Regions from separate parts of the Sus scrofa genome. Here region 2 is linked to region 1. A link is a contact called in public HiChIP or PLAC-seq data. All regions are on one chromosome and are shown on one strand. Each heading gives the region's core, a stretch centred on a gene start, on an enhancer-like site or on the middle of the called end of the contact. The rest is flanking DNA. Distances are from core to core; before and after follow the strand shown.

Region 1 (4,675 bases), core at 171-2,670:
GAGGGTGGCTTTGCAAACTTTATGAAAGTGTTCCACCAAACTTCTTCTCCCTAATGTTTCGCTCCAGTCAGAACAGAAGGAAATACCGTGGTGGATCTGCAGAAGACGAGCCTTAACTGATGCTGCCTAAAGCATGAAGGTAAAGACAGAAAGAAGAGGAAAAAAACTTAAGCTTTTTGCTAAAGCCCCGATTCAACTGAAGGACACAAAGAAAATAAAAACGCCCACATTAAAAGCCAAACAAGATAATAATTGTGCATGTCTGGCTCTGAATCTAGAGGGCAAGGCTTGCGTCACTGGCACTCTGAGTTACCATGGTGAGTGATTTATTGATATATATCAAGAATGAATAGATCAAAGGCAGTGAGATGACAGGTGATCAATCAAATGTCAAATCAAAACTAGCAATCAAGTGGAAAGCTGATTTTTCAGTGGGTGGGTCTGGCAGGAGAAAAATGAACTTTCATATTACACTTCCGAGAAACAAAACCCCAGCATACTATTAAAAAAGCAATTAAGCAACCCAAAAGAAAAAAATTCTTTACAAGATCTAATATACTAATCCATTAACCTGTTCCTTTCTCTTTCTCTCTTTTTTTTTGTTTTTGTTTTGTAGAAGGAGGTGGTAAATAAGAATTCAGATAGGATAGTTCCCACCATACAAATCAATTTACAAAGTTTGCAACTCTGTGCAAAGAAAATCCAGAGCTGTTTCAGTGTTCAAGGGGCATTTTTTTTCCCCCTAAGAGAAGGGAGAGTGTTGATTAGATTTCCAAACGTAGATCCTTTTAGAAAACATATTCAAAGGCTCCTTCGTTTCCTGGGGTGGTTTTTTCCACCTTGGCAATCAAAACTTAACTCTATTGCTAGCCCCAAAGCCAGCCTGCAGCCTGGGGCTGGGGCATGGCTCACCCTTCAGCGCCCCAAACCCAGCGGGAGGAGACGCTGTCCCTCGAGGCCAGAAGCTACTGGCACTGACCACGCGGAGGGATGCGGGGGTGGAAGGAATGCCTCCCCACTCCGCACCCCAAGTCCTCAACCCAACTTTGGCCCGAGAGGCAAGAAGCAGACTGGGAGAAAGTTAGGGGTGGGGAAGAAGGTGGGGGAAAAAAGTTTAAGGAGGGAAGGCTTGGTGGGCTAGCTTCCCCCATCTGCCCCCCCACCCCCAAACCGGAGCCTGGAAAGGGGAGGATTTAGGAGACTGGAGAAGGCGAGAGAGGATGGGGTTATCAGTGGGGCAGAGAGGGGCACCCGGAGCGAACTCCCCCGAAAGCCGAGAGGGGTGGCGTCCTGGGGCACCCGGGGCGAGGAAGGCAGGCGAGGAGCTCGGCGCACCGGCCAGCCCGGCCCGGCAGCCCCGAAGCGGAGCCGTTCTCTTACCTGCCGCCCGCTTGGGTGCCTGCTGTTTCCTCCTTGGCATCGCTCTACTTCGCTCCAGTCCCACTTCTGGCGCCCCAGCCCCGAGCCGCGCGCGGGGGCCCGCTGTCTCTCTCGCCTCTCTGGGTCTCCTCCGCCTCCTGCCCGGTGGCTCCTAGGGCGTCACTCGGCCTCTGTCCCCCTGACGATCCCCCCTGCAACTCCTCCACCACGGGCCAGAGACCCCCCTCTCTGGGTGGCAGACACGGGTGGCTGTGCCGGCTGGTTTGAAGTAGAGGTTGGTTCTGCCTTGTTTGTTTGTTTGTTTTGGATTTTTTTTTCTCTCTTTCTCTCTTTTTGTTTTTGCTTTTTGGAATTTTTTTTTTTTGGTTTGTTTTTTTTTTTGGTGACTGTTGAGACACTTGATTTCTTTATTAAACATCCAAGACCGGGTTCGAATGGAAGGGACGAGGGACGCACACGCGCGCGTAAAGATAAGGAAAAAAAAAAGGCAATCCTGGGAAGGTAGTGGTTTCTTCTTTTTCTTCTTCCTTCTCCTCTTTCCCTCCTCCTCCTCCTCCTCTTCCTCCTCCTCCTCCTCCTCGCGATCTCTATGGCGGATTCGGATTCGTGCTGGGGGCAGAGAGGGATCACTCACTGTAGGTTTGTGGCTGCTGTCAGATCCCCGTCTGTGAGTGATATGCGAGAGGACAGGAGCGGGTTTGGGAAGACAGAAAATCTGGAATTCACTCACTCACACACACTCACACACACACAGACACACACAGACACACTCACACACACGCACGCACGCACTCTCGCTTCCTCTCACTCACACACACTCACACCCCCCACATATGCGCGCACACACACAAACACGCACACACACACTCTCACACACACACAAGACAGGGCGAGGCGATGCCAGCAAACATCGATCCCGCTGAACAAACTGAACATTAACAAACTCCTCCTCCTCCTCCTCTCCCCGCGACCTGATGACAGGGAGAAATTTACTCCCCAGCCGCAGAGCGCCAGGCAGAGGGAGTCTATTAAAGGGACAGTGTCCCGCCGGGGAGCTGGGGGCGGGGACCCGGGCTTGCCGCCCGGGGTGGGCTCCTCCGTGAGCCCTCTTCCCTCTTCGCTGGTGCGAGGACGTGCCCACCGGGCGAGCAGACACCCCTCGGGGGAGGGGTGGGAGAGGAGGGGATGACGGAGAAAAGGGGGGAGGATGATGGAAGGAGCCGCAGGGGGCCAGGTGAGCTGACCGGCAGGACCATTAACAGGAGCCTTATCAACACAGGAGCCTGAGAACTTAGGTGTGCTTTGGGGAGTGAAGCGGGTGGGCACCTTAAGAGTGATCACCGCCATCCTCCAAATCTCTTAATCTGCCCACAGAGATGTCCTCCCCACCCCCTGAAATTTAATCCTCTGCTTCTCCCACCTTCTTGCCAATCTCTGGATGGTCATGAAAACAAGAATCTCCCATCTGCCTCCTTGATAGATTAATCACATAGTGCTTTGTTTCATCAAATACATTTATTGAGCACCTACTGTGTGCCTATTCCAGAGACACAGCAGCCATAGAGAAAGGGAAGAGCCTGGCCTCCTAATGTTTGTATGCTAATGGGGGGGGGCAGACAGCTTGCCCCCAGATACCCCTTCTTTGCTTAAATGTCACTTTCTCCCAGAGACCTACCTTAAAGTTTTACACACACACACACACACACACACACACACCTCCATTCCCCATCCCATTTATCTCTTCTTTTTCTCCACTGGGCTTACCAGGGTCAAACGTACCATCGCACATATCATATGCAGTTTTCTATTTGGTTTATAGTCCAAATTTCCTCTCGAGAGTGTAAGTACTGTTGGAAGGAGAGGCTTTTGCTTCTTTTTTTACTGTTGTAGCCCCAATGGTGGCGAAGATCACAACATACAGTAGATGCCCCATAAAACATGTGACGAATGAATGAAAAGTAAGCCAACAAATAAGATTGTTTTTGAATGATAGGCTCCTTGAATGTGTTAAAAGAGAGTTCTATGACAGTGTCTGAAAGAGAGGGTAGCTCTAGCCTCAATGCAGGAGATGTCACCTGAGCCGAGGGAGAGCAAAGCCAACCTGCGTTTATGGAGCCCTGTTATGATGCACATTCGCAGGCCTCACTCTAGAACAAGCTGTCCTCACCTTGGCGCTGTTGACCTTTGGGGGCCGTAATTCTTGGTGGTGGAGGCTGTTCTGTGCATTGTAGGGTGTTTAGCAGTGTCTCTGGCCTCTACCCAGTAGACGCCAAGCGCTTCCGCCCCAGCCGTGTCAACCAAAATCGTTCTCTGGGAGACAAAATCACACCTCACTCTCCTAATCGGAACCCGGTGGGGCCACTGCCTCAGACCTTCTAAATCAGAGACTTCTGGATGAGGGCTCTGGATTCTCTATTTTGACGAAACAACCCCAAACCCCACAAGTGAATCTCCTGCTCGCTCCATTTTAAAAACTTCTGCTAAGCAAGCCTTTGTTCTTTTGCAATCAGACATATCCCAAATTGCTAGCTATAAAGGCAACTTGGGTTTAGATATTAAAATAATAATTAAAGTAATTTAAGGGATGACATTGTTACTGTGGTCCTTGTGACGGGTTTCACCTGGAAACCCACTCCTCACTCCTGCCCCCCTACCAGGTAGGTCTCACTGCAACTGAGGCCTGACCAGCATGACCTGGGAAGCCTTCCACCTACAACCCACCCTCCTGTCACCTTTGCCTTCACTTGTGGGGAATGCAAGGACGACCTGTCCCACAAATATTTTTCTGAACAGTTCTTTTGGGCCATAGGAAACATAACTTTGCCCATCCTATGAGTCAGCCACAAGATGTTATTGTCGCTGTTTGCAAAGTGCTGTTTAATCATTTTTAACATCCCCGAAAGGGAGGCAGATGCTCATTTCTCCTTCTCACATATATAGTACAAACTGTTAATTCATTCACCCTAAATCACCCAAGCAGCCTCCACCCATGACCAACCCCACCCAATACCAGCCTAGTCCTTAGGCAACTGAGGCAGAAGTCATACCTGCCGATGTCAGCAAAAGGGTATTAGCACTAATTAATTCTAATTACCCAACACACCTTTACAGAATGTTGGGATAGGAACCAGAGCTTATTGAGTAAAACCCCCTCAGTCTTGCCCTTAAGGAACCACAGTTATAGGATCAGGAGGTACAGACATAAGGTCTGAACTAAAAGAAGATGAAGACTGCAGTAAGCTCACCTTGAATCTGCCATATTCTGCAGAAGCCTCATACCTGCTGATTTGGCATT
Region 2 (4,867 bases), core at 614-3,113, 92 kb before region 1:
GAAGTAGATGATGGATGGATGGATGGTTGGATGGATGAAAGGATGAAAGGATGGATGTTGGATGGATGGATGAAAGGAAGATGGATGGATGGGAGGAAGGATGGATGAGTAGAAGGGTATTCTTTTCCCCCCAAGGCTAATGACCTCTCCTGTTTTAGTGAATGTGCCTGCCTGACCCCCAGTGAACCAGAGGAAATGGCCCCTTCTCACATTCTTCCTGTATTTTCCAGATCCCTCATGTTGACTTCCCAGGGGAATTTTGGAAAATCTTCCAGGGGTGATGTCAAAACACTCAGCTGAGAAGAGGAGAATAGAGCCAAGGCAGTTATTTTTAATCACATCAATTAAAATCTATGGATACTTAATGAATTTTCTGGGTTCCTAGCAGTTGGGTGGGAATAAGACATAATTTAGATTCACTCTCTCCTATTACAATAAAGCATAAGCAGACTAGAAAGAAAATCTTACCTTCCAAGCTTACAAAATCAGGAGGGGACAGACATAGTTTAGAACTCAGGTGTGCTCCCAGTAATATACCATCTCACAGAGCTGTTGTGAGCAGTCAATGAAGCAACACCCAGAAAGGGCTTATTCCTAAAATGGGAACATAGTAGGACCACCTCCCCCTCCCCTGAGGTGGTAATTAATATTGCTACATCATTATGGTTTTGTTGTCTTGTTATCTGCACAGAGAATTCTTTCTGAACTTATAGTTATTTGCATATCATGTTCTTTTAAAGAAGCTGGGAACATGAGCAGTGTGGCTTTAATGTCCTCAATCTACTAGAAGGAAAATGATTTCCTGAACTACCTCTGTTCCAGCCCAATTTAGCATTCTTTTTTTTTTTCTCTGTCTTTTTAGGGCCACACCCACGGCACATGGAGCTGCTCAGGCTCGGGGAAAAACTGGAGCTATAGCCACTGGCCTATGCCACAGACACAACACCAGATCCAAACCATGTCTGTGACCTACACCACAGCTCGTGGCAACACCAGATCCTGAACCCACTGAGTGAGGCCAGGGATTGAACCTGCATCCTAATGGATGCTAGTCAGAGCCATGATGGGAACTCCCCAGTTCAGCATTCTTGATCCTTCTTGGCTGGGATGTATAGGTTAGGGGAACCCCCTCTCCCCAGCAAAACAGCAACATACAGCAGCACAGAACATGAGAGAACCAGCATTTTTACCTCAGTACTCTCTGCCAGAATTGCTCAACCTCGGCACCATGGACAACTGGGGCCAGATAATTCTTTGTCATGAGGGCCGTCCTGTGTATTGGGGCATGTTTAGCAGCATCCCTGGTCTCTGCCTACTAGAAGCAGTAGCAACTCTCAGGTGTGAAAACCAAAAACATCTTCAAAAATTGCCAAAGGTCCCCTCCAAGAATAGGCTACATCACCCCAAGGTGAGAACAAATGCTCCAGATGCTGGAGAGTACAACGTTCTTTGTGTTGCTGATGAAAAAAAGGTGAAAGGGAATTTTTGGTTTTCTTTTGTTTCGTTAGTTTTGGTTTGGTTTTTGAAATACAGTCAGTACTGAATAATGCTCTAGGAGTCGTCAGAGGCCATGACTTCACGGCTGTCTCTGGACCCAGGGGGAGGAAAAAGACGTTGGAGGGATGTTAACACCTCAATCACCAGTGTTGGATCGAGAAGCAAAAGCTCTGGCTTTTCCTTACCTGCACCTTTAAGAATTAGAATAGGTAAATCCACGAGCTAGATCCCTCCCCCAAAGCCTGCCCTTCTTTTTAAGCCACAGGAACAACAAAAGAAAAGGACTGGAAACCTCACAGTCCTTTATTTTCATCAGACACACTAACAGGAAAGAAGGGGGAGGAAACATGACTGCTTTGACTTTTTGGATGACTCAAGACATCGATGCACTGCCAATTATGGCAGCTGTAGATGCTTTATCTTTGGGGGACACGAGCAGTTCCTGAATCGTGAATTTTAATTTTCCAGTCGGAGTTCAGATGGCTGGTTAAACAATGTCTAGAAGCTCCTGAAAGATAGTCACTAATTAATGAACATTAAGCCCTAGTTTTCGAGACATTTGAAACAAAGCAGGACAAAGCTCTCTGCTCTGTGTACTTCAGGGACTGATCTGAAAGCACCAGAGGCGGGAAGAAACTGACAGTGAGCAAAGAGGCCCGTTCCTCTCTTGAATTCCCAGGACTCACCAACGCATCAAGTGGAGGGATTTTTCTCTTTAAGTATGACTTTTATTCCGAGCAAAAAAACTCATTTACGAGTCAACTCTGTATGTGCTATTTAGTCATATAAATGTAAGTGTTAGCATCTTACTAATCAAATGGAAAATTGTTTTGTTCTAACGGTTTTGAAACTTCCCCGTCCCTGAAACAAACAGTACCCATTCCTTTAAACACCTCAATGTCTAGTAATTGTTCAAAAATGTGTCAGGCCACCAGTAATTTAAGTCCTGTCAAAAATAAATCTCAGACACTCACTTCTTCCAGTCAGTGACTTGAAAAACACGCCCACATGTCAATTACCGGAAGCTATGGCAATGTTTCTTTGTTCTGAATTTGTGTAAACAGAAAAAGGTTCTTCCTCAGTAACAACTGTTTTCTAAAACCTATATAAATGTTTATGTGAACCTCCTTGCAACAACAGCTAACAGAAGTAATAAAAGCAGCCACGTCGGTAAACACACACACACACACACACACACACACACACACACACACACACACTCTGTGTGCCTTTGGATAATAAATGTACAAGTATGAATGAACATTGTGGCGACTCGTGAATTATTCTTTTCACAGAGGCCTGACCTTAAAGTATTTACATTTTAAATTGTAAATCAAAATGATCTACATTTTTAGGAGGCAACACTCACTGACTCATTTCCATATTATCCTAAAGAGATTGCTTCACAGATAATTTCAAAATCACAGGTAAATAAATGAGTAGAAAAACTGTGACTATAAAACAGAAATAATTCACAAAATTGGCAGCTAATTAAGATAGGCTATTAGACAGAGCTTCTCTGTGTAAAATTGTTCTCCACAATTCAGACTGATAAATCTCGTGAGGAGAATCCAGTTCTGAAGGCAACGTATATACGGTTGTAAAAAGCTATAAATTGAGCTATAGATCAGGACTGTTAGTGACTTTCTAAGGCTTTGTATTTCTCATATAACAGTATTTCTATTGACAAAGATTGTAATCATTTAATCATAAAATCACCAAAGCCCATTATGTTATAAAGTCTCCGAGAAGGTTTTTCTCACTAAATCAGATCACTGAATTTCAAAAAAGGAAGAAAAGAAAAATAAATTTGGTAGACCTGATATTAATTGCTCCCTTTTCCCTCTCCGGTTCTCAGCTCCATGGACCAAAATAAATAAACACAACTGTGAAAAATACACAGATGGACAATGCAAATGTAGGGATGAGACCCTAAGTGGTCTTCTTTGCAGGGCTAAATTAGGATAAGTTGATTTTCATTAAGCAGGAACTGATCAATATTTCGTTATTAACATGGTGACAATTGCATGTAAGAAGTCATCTTTTTTCAAGTGTCTAACTGCCAAGCCACTGGATTAATAGCTTCCCCCATCCAGCAGAGCCTCTGTACATTTCCTCTCTTGTTATATGGACGCTTGAGCAGATGTGTGTGTGTGTGTGTGTGTGTGTGTGTGTGTGTGTGTGGAAACACTGACCTTTGCTAGGCAGGATTAGGAAACACCTACTAATGTTTCCTTCAGGAAGCAAGGGATTTTGCTAACCTGTTTTCCCCTTGGGCTTCCCTTCCCCAGAATGTTCCCCATCAACTTGTTTGTCACTGGGATTTAGATAATGATCCTATTTGGCGGGTGGTAGTTTTACCGATAGAAGTAAAACCTTTTTTTTTTTTTTTTTCTCTTTCAGGAAGGAAGATAACAAGATAAATCATTAATTAAACGGGCTGCATATGGGACAGATGGAATTCTACCCATGTGGCTGCCTCCCCCAACAGTTGAGGGGTAAAAAGCACAATAAATCACTCATGGTCGAGCAGCCTTCAATAGGAACCATCTTGCCCCTTCCAGCAATGATAAACAGCGTATACTCCCAGTGCAGCCCATTAGGTATTCCAGAGTAGGCGAACTATGAGATAAGGCATTTATCCTTCTTGGGAAGGTATCTCTTCATGTTTCACGTGGCGCAGAGAAAGCATGCCCAACTGAATGACGACTAAGGAGGATTAATGCTTTATTCCATAGAGGATCAGAGGCTCTTCTCTTTTGTGCAGTGGTTAAATAATACCAAAACGAGACAAAAATCACTCCTGGTGCTTCCCTGAGCAGTAAATCTGAGGCTCCATACACTTCCTTTGCTTTTCATTTCCTTCCCCCCTCCCTTTTTTGTTCTTCTCACTTTTTTGAGGGCTCTTAGGTGTTCCTCTTCCAAATCCAGTTTGCACAGTTCCTGCTCTCAGTTCTTTGTGGAAGAAGAACATCAAGAATTCCCACACAGACTCCTTTGCAAAGTCAAAATTACGTTGACAAGTTTCCCAAGTATTAAAAGTCATAGCAAAGCCCGAACATTCAGACTAAGTCTTGTTCCTCTGTCCTCTCGCATCATTTCCCTGCCACCACATCGACCACAGCTGGCAATTTATTTGTGTGATTATTTAAGTCATATCAATCCCCTTTGCATAAGGTAGAAGCAAAGGATCTCTGGCCAGAGTATGTGTTTAGTAAAAATTATCAAGTGAATACACAAGAGTTCATAAATAGAACATTAGATTATGGTATGATTGGTAAGTCCTATAACCCACTGAAGTATTTTAAGTCAAGGAAGCAGTTCCAAAGAAGGTGAGTGATGTGTCACATTTTCGGAATAGCCTCTCGGC

Evidence for each region. HiChIP or PLAC-seq counts read pairs in DNA pulled down with a chosen protein or histone mark.
Region 2: a contact with region 1 is called in an H3K27ac HiChIP or PLAC-seq map of skeletal muscle. The contact joins the enhancer-like site here to the promoter of TSHZ2 in region 1. A contact is called at or near these places in 7 of 47 Hi-C or Micro-C datasets (embryonic fibroblasts, fetal skeletal muscle, heart right ventricle and 2 more) and 1 of 2 datasets of contacts at active chromatin or transcription factors (skeletal muscle).

Annotation. Positions count from the first base shown.
Region 1 is chr17:54,108,007-54,112,681 of Sscrofa11.1, reverse strand. TSHZ2 (teashirt zinc finger homeobox 2) reads right to left here and starts at 1,420. Exons shown (of 5, transcript NM_001114674.1): 1 at 1,381-1,420. The coding sequence starts at 1,420.
Region 2 is chr17:54,199,952-54,204,818 of Sscrofa11.1, reverse strand. The region is part of intron 1 of TSHZ2 (teashirt zinc finger homeobox 2); the gene reads right to left. Among named protein-coding and RNA genes, the nearest start is that of TSHZ2, 91 kb to the right of the region's middle. Within about 2 kb of position 1,863, at least 22 of the 83 cell types and tissues checked have an H3K27ac peak or open chromatin away from gene starts, as enhancers often do. A contact at or near this core is called in fetal skeletal muscle, retroperitoneal adipose tissue and skeletal muscle, where this site is marked.